3 separate regions of the Gossypium hirsutum genome follow, and regions 1 and 3 are each linked to region 2. Evidence: chromatin contacts called from public Hi-C data. All regions are on one chromosome and are shown on one strand. Each heading gives the region's core, a stretch centred on a gene start, on an enhancer-like site or on the middle of the called end of the contact. The rest is flanking DNA. Distances are from core to core; before and after follow the strand shown.

Region 1 (3,416 bases), core at 872-3,371, 240 kb before region 2:
TCATTTTCACTCCCAAATATAAATATATCATTCTTTATGGAAAATATTTATTCCACTATTATATATATATATGTTTATAAGTACATATTTTTAATAAAATAGATAATATGATATTACATAAATATTTATTAAGCATCAATCAATATATCTTAACTCAATTTAGTTAAAAAATAGATGATGTGATTTTATTTTTTTATATTTTATATAAATCTAAAAGTAGTGAAACTTGAACAAATGATGCCAACATCCCAAAATTTTAAACTTAATATTTATTATATTTGCACCTAACTTTAAGGTAAAACTTCTTAAAAAAACTAAAATTTAGAAGTCATTAAAAGACTTGTCCTCAAAGTCATGCTTCACTGATATCAGTCACTGGCCAAAAAGACCAAAAACAATTATAATAAAAATATATTTAGGGCATTTAGTTATTTTCTTTTAGAACAACTATTTATTAAAAACAAAACCACTTAAGAAAACTATTTTCTTTCTTTATTTATTTGTACTGAATGCAGAGCGTAGAGTATAGAGTATATATTTTTATTTTCTCTCATCCACCCAGACATTAAGTTTTGAGTATCTCATAATCAAATATATATATATTGAATATGCATACGCGCATGTCATAAAAAAATAATGTCACCATGAATATAAAATTATAATTCTTTGAATTGTGTCAATTAAATTTGATATTTCTAAATGAAAAATTAAAATAATGCAAATACAACAATTATGTTCAAAACTTGTATAATTATATATAAAAAATTATAATAATATACGGTATCTTAAATAATTAAATTTTACATGTATATATGCATGATAGAATTTTTAATTATTGTTCAAATGAAATAAATAAAATTTATATTTTCTTCAAATGAAATGAATATTTTCAGAACAGTAAATAAAATTAAAATTGAAATGAATTATGCAATATACCATCCCTAACTCAGAATTAACCTCTTTAATGAGCATTCTCCCAGATCGCCATTCGTGACTTGCCCCATCAGAGCTTCCCAAATTTATTGTAAAGTTTGTATACTTATTCATCGAATGACAAATTTATCCTCCATAGTCAATCAGCCTTTACCACACTACTCCCCCTGCGTAAGTGAAAAACAAGAAACAGGCAAAACTCCAACCATAACATAAAAACAGTTCAAAAAAGGTACAACGATGCCCGAACTCAATAAGAGGGTTATAACCGTCATTTGAGTTCGAACCAGTGTCGGTTACCTGTTCCTGTCCAAAACCCGGGTTTCATACCCAAATTTCCAGCTACACTTCATTTAGCGGTACGAAACCAATAAAAAACTAAGAAAAGTTAGCGAGAGAAAAAAAAAAAAAAGAAGAAGTCAAATTCCATAGAAAGTCCCTATACTATGTACTTTTTGTCGAATTAGTCTATTTACTTTGATATTTTTAATCTCTTTACTTTTCTAAATGTATTTTTCAGCATATAATTTGACGTCACTATAGTAATATGGGATGTATACTTTGAAATTTTCTTACTATTAAATATAAATTAGGCTTTTTTATTTTTATTTTTCAAATATGCAAAGAATTTGTCAAGTTATAAATAAAAAATGTAAATGTGTATAAGTCACCTCATCGCATAGTTTTAAAAATATTAAAAATACTTTAACTTTGTTGTAGTTTATACATTTGGAATTTAATCTTCTTATTTTTTTTCCAAGAAATTTTTTTTTGTGCTTTTTGAATTTAAAAATTTAAGTCTAATTGTTAATACTATTGATGTTATTTATTAAGTTTAAGTTTATTGCAACATTTTGTTTTTATCAATGAAAAATTAACTAGGGTGTTAACTGACTTAAGCGTGGCTTGGGTTCAAGTCGTATTAGTCGTATTGCTGTTAAGGGCTTTATACTTCTCTTATAATTAACCAATTTTTTTTTTCAAATTGGAAAAGTAGGATTAAGTTTTCAAAAATAAAAATAGTGACAAAATTTCAAATACATGAAGAACTTAGGGACATAAAACATATTTTAACCTTTAAATGTTATTTCACAAAATTAATGAAAAAGGGTTATTTTTTAAGAATATTAATGAAAAACATATAAAGCTGCCAAAAACATATACTACAAGGATGTATTACAGAATTTGACCAAACAAAAAATATATAAAATGATTAAAGAGAAGGAGAAAATTCAAACAATGCCAAGAAAAAGCACCTGATCCCAGACCGTACTGTAATAGAAAAAGGAAAGAGGAAGTGAACAAAAAGCTCAATTACAGTAAAAGAATCTCTCTCTTCTTCTTCTTCTTCATCATCATCATCATTGCCCTTCTTAACAATTTTGCACTCTCTCCGATCAATTTGAAACATTCCTGTATTCTCTGCAGAACCTCCCCATTCTTCTTCTTCTCTCTATTGTAAAGTAGGCATTAGTTAAGGTGTTACTGTACAGGCCGCCCGAATCCGTATGATGGAGTTGTACAGTCGCATCCAGCCACGGAATGGGTCTCAATCGGGTTACCAGTCCGAATGGAGCCCCGCTGGTCCTGAGACTGGCCTGGAAGGTAAATTCCGTTCGTTTCAACATATATTTTTTCTCGCTTTTCTAATCGCATTGTAACGATGTTTCCTTGGTTTAGATCTTCTTCTTCTTATTATTATTATTTGGGGTTTTAGGGTTTTTACAATGTGGAGAGTGAATCGGGGTTTTTATTATTGTTTCTTCGGTGTAATGCAGAGTCAATGTGGCCATTGTCGTTGGGGGGCACTGAATCCTACCCGGAACGGCCCGGGGTACCTGACTGTGTTTACTACATGCGAACCGGGTTCTGTGGATATGGTAATAGGTGCCGCTACAATCATCCTCGTAACCCTGCCTGGGTAAATTTCTCTGTAATTTCTTTGATAACTGGGGCTTTAGTTTTGCTTTTTTCGTTTTGTTTGCAATATTTATCGATGATGTCAGTTTTGCCTATTCGTGGTGACAGTTGGATCTCAGTCAGTCTTAACCTAATATGAAGAGAATTTAAGAACGAAATCCATTAGGAAATGGAACTTACTATGCTATAGTAATGTATAATCGAAGCAACCTTTCTCTGTTATAATCTATATATCTATTGTATGGTAGTTGTTATAATTAGTTATTTCATTACTTTCTTTTTACAGATTATTCTTTATTGTTATAATTAGTAATTCCATTACATTTTTCCCAGATTATTCTTTCATATAGATTTGTTTCTTATAAATCATAAGGGTTCTGATGGACACAATTTCTTAGTGTGTTGTTTGCTCCAAATAGAAATCGAGTACTGCTGTTTAGATGTCATGCTTGACATTTTCTATTCTGGATTTAAATGAGCTGCCACCTAAGTTTGCCATTTATGCAACATTTTCCCTAAGCTTAGTAATTTGCTTGGTCCCTTTCTTATGATCTAATTAATTC
Region 2 (3,514 bases), core at 125-2,624:
TATCTTGACTTGAATGCTATTTCAGTTGACTAATGAAATGTCTTTGTCAAAAAGAAGATTAAAGATTCAAGGCCAGGGTATAACAGAATCACTTTAAGACCTAATACAACACCAAATGAAAGAAATTCAATCAAATAAAAAGGAATAGGAAAACATCTATTACCTGTTTCAATGAGATTGGGAATGTCAACTTGCAAGAAATTTCTGGGGTTTTCACAATTTCCTTCATAATCTCTCTCCAATTCCTACATACACCAGCACAAACAACCACATTCTTTCGTGGAGGCCAAGTACTCTCTGATGCCTCTATTCTCATCAACACATCCCTCAAAAGCTCAGGCGGCATGTTTGCCCAACAACTCTGCTTGAACACATCAACTGGAACTGAGCTATCCTGAACTACCCTATGTGACCTCGATCTCATGCCATACCCAAATTTCACGTCAAACCCTCTTCTTGATATACTCCCAAATTCTCCCTTCATGTCCTGGATAATGCTCTTAATCGACATCGATGCTTCCTAATCCTCTAAAACCCAATGATAACTTAACAACGGACTTCACCTCTACAATTTCTAGTAACTAAAGAATGTACCTAAAAACATTCAATTCCGAATCACTACAATTTACAACCTAACATCCTCCAGTTCACAAACACAGAAAGTATAACCGAATAAACACTAATGATTCGAATTTCGCAGTTAAAACTCTCAAAATTCATACAGAAATAAGCTATGAGCACTAAACAACACGATCCACAACCAGAAGCCTGATAAGATCGAAAAGTCAATTCCAAACACAGAAGTGGCTCCACAGCCCCTAATCACAATTTCTCCTCCAAAACAATGCAGATTGCCATAACCGATATCTAAGAAAATAACACAAGGACACAACACTGAGCACCAAAACTTACCCTTCAGCCAATAAATCTAGCAATAGCTGAAAACAGAAAGGCAGCAGTGAAAAAGATCAACAAAATTCAAACGAACACCAGCAGATCTCTCTCTTATCCTAACCAACCAAGTGCCATAAAACTAACAGATAATAAGAAAGGAGACAATTGTGAATTCATCAAACCTTTAAAGAGAGAGAGAGAGAGAGAGAGAGAGAGAGAGATCAAAGCAGAAGGAAGAACATCCGGATCAACAAGGACCGGGTATTCGGATCACGGGTGGAACCGATGAAATCTAAGGTGGACGGCCTTGGGCAGAGTGAAAGAGGAATGCAGGTGCGGGAAAGGGGAAAGGTTAGGGTTTTGTTGGCTTTATGGTGTTGTTTTTAGTTGGGTTTGGTGCGGTTTCTTTTTGTGTGGTGATGTGTGAAGGACCTTAGAGACGAGACCAGAATTTCACTGTGAGTGTGAATGCCTGCCCCCCAGAGTGGGTCCCCTCTACTCCTTATCCTATGCTGTCACTTCCCCCTTTTGTCTCACTCTCACCCATATGCGCTCGGATTCGGGTTCCAAAAATATGAGCCACGGGTTAATATATTCGCCGAATTCACACATTGATCAACTAAAATAGTGTGGTCTGCTTTATTCTCCCAAGGACGAGCATATAAGTTCCAACCTTGAGAAACGGATTTTTTAGAGGTTTTTACTTTTAAATGCTATAATAAGACTAGTCCCAAATACGGTATGATATGAAATATCTTAGGCTTACACTATAAAAATCTATTAGGGTTCAATGCACCCTTGCCTTTCCAATTTTATTAATCTTCCAGAAATCAAAATTTATGATTAGTGCAATGGTTTTGTCCCTATCTATCCACATCCATCAAATGCAAATAAGTTGGAACAAATATGAAATACATCTTACTAGGTTAACATGGTTCTTCTATTTCCAATCAAATTGAGCCATGATATTTCTCTTCTTCTTTTTTCTTCTCAATAAAAATGGATTTTATGATGTTTAACCTGGAAGGTCCTAAGGCTTTCCGTCTTTGACACATGTCCAATGTTATTTCTTTCTCTTTCTTTTTCTTTTTCATTATAAACACAAATGGGTAAATTTCAATTTTTTTCCCTTTTATTTTATTAATTACTTAAAAATGGTCAATTTTCAATTTCGCTCGATTTTAAGATTTAATCTTCATATCTTTTTCTCTTCCTTTTTTTTCATTATAAACACAAATGGTTAAATTTTAATTTTGGTCCTTATATTATGCTCGAATTTAAGATTTAATCTTCATACTTTAATTTTTTTTACATAATCCGTTACCTCAATGTTTATAATTCCATTAATTATTTATATAGAAAGAAGGTCCTAAGCAATTTTGTCATCATACGTGTCTTGTTCCTCTCTTTTTACCCTATAAGATAATAGTAAAATTTGAGTATTGATCCCTCTACTTTACTAAAGTTTAAGATTTAGTGTATATTTTATTTTGACATAACTTGATCATTTCTTTATCAATGACATTAGTTGATCTAAATACTCAATATCGATTAAAATGTTGTCATGAATTTTCTTAAAAACACCTTTCTAACACATACCCAAAAAATCTACTTCGGTATAATAAATGAAATAATCAACTATTTTGAGTAACTAAAAATAGAAGAACCAAACTATGTCAAATTAAAGTATAGATGTTAAATTCTAAATTTAAATATAGTATAAGAACCATAATTATAATTTGTCATTTAATTTAATAAAAAAATTAACTTTTATAAAAATATTTTTAATTAAAATAAAGATAACTACAATCATAATTATTTTAATAAATAATCATAGGTATAATTAAAAAAATTGAATCCCGGGAAAAACATTCTACTCAATTTTATAATGAAGTATAAGAATTTTATCAAATATTTAAAATTTTCAACATAAACTCTCCCGACAAAAGAGAAAAAATGCAACGATGTTGAATTAATTATTATGCTTTTAGAGTATTTATTATTACAAATTAAGTTGAATTACAAGTGCCTCCACCTTAACCAAATGTTTTTATAGGTTTTGTTTTATGTTTTATTATTATTATACAATATTGAGGTAGAAATGAGATGAATTTGTGTTAAACAAAAAATTTATACAAATCAAAACATTTTAATAATAATTTAATATTAATATTTTTAGTGTAGTAATTGCTCACTTCGTCCCTTAACAATTAAGTTGAGGGTTCAATCATCGTCTATAATAATAGAGTATATTTCATTACTAGCCATTTACCTTTTTAAAAAATATTCACAACAAAATAATTAGTCATTGCTATTGATAATAAATACCTTAATTTTAAAAAAATTTATGTAACAAGAGAATTTGTTTGTGGGATAGCCCAGCCATATGCATTGTGTGCATATTTGTCTGCTCCACATTATGTCCACTGTGAGAGGTGAAAGGTCCAAAGTGTTGGATCCTCTTTATCTGTTTTTCAAGCCCCTTTAGAATTTGATTTGATCAAATCAAATCAATTTTCATTTTTAACCAGAAATCAAATGTTGAGTTTTTCGTTTACAAAATTCGAATATAAAAGATGGAGCAGATCGAGCTCATTTGTACCGTAGGATATATTCACAA
Region 3 (3,366 bases), core at 500-2,999, 130 kb after region 2:
GGCTTGCTGGAATATTTGTTGGTGCTGCTCGGAACAAACACAGACCTGAGATTTTAAAGATTGTTAAGGAAGGCATTGAGTATGCTTTTGAAGACACTCCAAGACACCTGTCTTTTCTGGAAGCTTCTGTGCTACATTTTGCGTCAAGACTTCCTGCACCTGACATACGAGACATGTAAGAATTTCTCTGAATTCAATGTAAAACATTTTATTTCATTCTTTGAACAGGGACTGACCATAGTGCGTCACTTATTATTTTATAGTCTGAAAGATGTCCAGAAGAGGACAGAGAATGTAAATGCAGAAGAGGATCCAAGTGGGTGGCGCCCTTATAATACATTTTACGAGAGTTTGCTGGAAAAGTGTGCAAAGAATGAAGGGATCCAAGGTACTAGTGAGCTTCATTTCAATCATTCCCTGGATCATTTTTATGCGAAGTATAAATTGGCAATAGGTGAAGGGTGCAATAATTAAGAAATGCGGGATAAAACCCCTTAACAAAATACATGTTCCCAAGCATTTAGGTTTTATTCTTGTGTCTTTATATATATATATTTCTCATATAAATTGTGTTCAGAAATGATTCTGTTCTCTGGAATTTGAGCTAATCACGCTGTTGTGTTGCAGATGAGAAGGAATGGACAACTACAAGACAAAGGGGTCGTCCTAGGAAGCGGCAAAATATTGAGGGGAGGAGACTTTTTAATGAGCATGGTTCAAGTGATGAAGAGGATTCAATTAACACATTAGACCAGGAAGATGCTCAGGTTGAGGGAGATGAGGAAGATGATAATGCTCCTCTGATTCATTCACTTAAGTCCGCTTCTAAGTTGAGGTCATTACGAGTCTCAAGACAGGAAAACTGAGGCAATTGAAGGACTGGATCATCTGCAAGAGGTACAGATTATTAGCCACTTCACGTAGGTGAGGTATGAAATGCATTTTCTAGTTCCCATGCATGACTTGGAGATTGGTCCTTCGACGAAAGATTTTAGAGTGTGAATTGCAAGTGGATTGTGGAAGACGATCATAACTTAAGGATTTATGTAGCTGAACTAGATTGGGATATCATAGAATTCAAATGTAAGTTTCTGTTAGGAATGTAATATCAGGATGTTTTTCCCCCTCTGTTAGGTTATTGTCATTGTTAATGAAAAACTCGGAGTTCCGCTCATGTGACTATAATAGTTAGGTTTTCATGCATGCACATACAATGCAAGGTCTACAAAATTTCCGATGTGCTACAGCAAGCAAAGTCCAGCTATGGCCGATGGATTCAGCCAGGTTTTCAGCTTCTTTTGCTGGAGGTTAATCGAACCGTGAGAATTGCTTACATCCATATATATATGTTCTTCCCTTTTGTTGGGTCATCCTGAAGAAAAACAAAAGTTTGCTCTACAATACATTCAATGAATTGAATGATGAAATTTGTTTATATGTAATAACTAGAAAGAACAAAAAGAAAGATCCATTTTCGTTGACATGGGACTATAAAAAGAACCGAGACGATACAGTGCTCTGATCTAAAATCAACCACTATGTAAATTCCAAATCGGAAAGCGATTAGGATTTTGGGGTCTTGGCAGCTTGACATGACAAGTAACAATTGATGATGGCGGGTTAGGTTAATGATGTTTGAAACTCGAATATTTTTGGAACACATTTGTTTCGCCAATTTCACTAATGGAAACACATCCTCTCAAATGCCCGGATAAACGAGGTTGTTCATCTTCATCATCATCATCATCATCACCATCATCATCAACCCATTAAGCATAATAAAAAGAGACATTAAATATATGTAAAAATGAAATTCCACAAAACTGAAGAAGACCTACTGCTCTCACCATCAAATTTAGTTGACTTCGATGTCAAAAAATTCCTTGAAAATCAAGATTTTGGTAGATGTATAAGAAATGAAATTGGTGCTTAACGTGAATTGTTGCTTCTTCCATAATTAAAACTACAAGTCGATGTTGCTGCTGCCTCTGGCAATATGAGATGGGGGATTAAATGCCAGAGGTGCACGGTTCAATTGCCCTGCATCTCCAAGTGGGTTTTTAATTTTACCTTTTTTAACGTATTGTCAGCTGTATTTAAATTCACAGTACGACCCACAATGGGAGTTCGTTGCAGAGCCTGGAAAGCCTCCTTTATTCTCTAATATATATCGTTCAACGGAACATCCTTCCCGCCATTTTCACCGGGGGTTTTCTTGACATTAGGAGCAATGTCCGTTCCTCTCTTCAACCTTGCTCCTAATTTGACAGTTTCAAGACTCTGTTTAGGTTTGTCAATCCCTATTCTGTCTTCTGCATACCACCATATATCCACCAATTCGGAACTTTAATCCTCTCTCCATTTCTCTTTTGGTTTTTTATCCTCAGGAACAATGACTTTTGGGGAGCAAAACTCTCTTCCTCAGTCATTACGTCTTCTAGACCAAGCTTTTGACGCCGGAATCAACTTCTTCGACTCCGCCGAAATGTACGGTGTCCCCCATGCTTCATCTCAAACCCATTCTGGGTTTTCGGCATTCTTTTGGTTATTTACGTTCATTTTCTATCTTGTAAAGTATAGGTACCCAGTTCCTCAGCGTGCTGAGACTCAAGGGAAAAGTGAAGAATACTTTGGCCAGTGGGTTAGAAAGAGGAAAATATCCCGTGACCGTGTTGTCATTGCTACCAAGGTTACCTCTATTTCTTGCCTTATCAGATGTTACTTAGTGCTTCATGTCTTCTATTAATCATTGCTCATTCCACATTTGTACTCATCTTAGGTCTATATTCTATTCGAGTGTGAGTGCAATTCAAACAGGTAATTTTGGTTTCATTAAAGTAGTAGTAAGAACTTCAATTAATGGGTCTGCATGCGGCAATCTTTCCAAAGTTAAATAAAACATTTCAAAAGGCAGAATAACTTTGACAAGGATAGCAGTGATTTAGTTCTGAAATTTGTAGCTGGCGTTGTGTGGACTTATGATGGTTCTCTTGGGGAACAAGACTTCCGAATCGTGTATTGTCCTAACGCTACATGTGTCTTACTAGTTTTTGCCACACATTTTGAAGTTTTGCTTTTGAATATTTTATGATAAGAAGTGGTTATGAGACAGGTTGCGGGGCCATCTGGGCAAATGAGTTGGATTAGAGATGGACCAAAGTGTTTAGATGCCAAGAATATTACTGAGGCAGTAGATGGCAGGTTAGTCCCATATGTCATGGTTTTTGTGTCATCAGTTGCACCAGAAATGTCTCCAGGTTGTTCCCTCTTTGAAATCATTTTGCCATGTAATGATTGTATTATCATGTATAGCACGGGGAGCTCTATTCTTCAAATCCTAATCATCTTCGCATGTTAGGGCATGCG

Evidence for each region. Hi-C and Micro-C count contacts between places; a contact is called where the count stands out from the background.
Region 1: a contact with region 2 is called in a Hi-C map of leaf, with 1.9 times the contacts expected there. The contact joins the promoter of LOC107924824 here to the promoter of LOC107923992 in region 2. A contact is called at or near these places in 4 of 34 Hi-C or Micro-C datasets (anther, callus and leaf).
Region 3: a contact with region 2 is called in a Hi-C map of leaf, with 2.2 times the contacts expected there. The contact joins the promoter of LOC107923928 here to the promoter of LOC107923992 in region 2. A contact is called at or near these places in 2 of 34 Hi-C or Micro-C datasets (both in leaf).

What each region holds. Positions count from the first base shown.
Region 1 is chrA11:12,933,576-12,936,991 of Gossypium_hirsutum_v2.1, forward strand. LOC107924824 (zinc finger CCCH domain-containing protein 32) reads left to right here and starts at 2,122. Exons shown (of 7, transcript XM_016855432.2): 1 at 2,122-2,538; 2 at 2,712-2,854. The coding sequence starts at 2,442.
Region 2 is chrA11:13,178,790-13,182,303 of Gossypium_hirsutum_v2.1, forward strand. LOC107923992 (tubby-like F-box protein 3) reads right to left here and starts at 1,375. Exons shown (of 6, transcript XM_016854235.2): 1 at 1,077-1,375; 2 at 164-938. The coding sequence starts at 511.
Region 3 is chrA11:13,309,603-13,312,968 of Gossypium_hirsutum_v2.1, forward strand. It overlaps LOC107923928 (protein tas), which reads left to right and starts at 1,750. Exons shown (of 11, transcript XM_041081101.1): 1 at 1,750-2,288; 2 at 2,388-2,487; 3 at 2,581-2,689; 4 at 3,113-3,201. The coding sequence starts at 2,231. It overlaps LOC107923927 (sister-chromatid cohesion protein 3), which reads left to right. Exons shown (of 21, transcript XM_016854126.2): 19 at 1-175; 20 at 264-388; 21 at 628-1,174. The coding sequence ends at 866.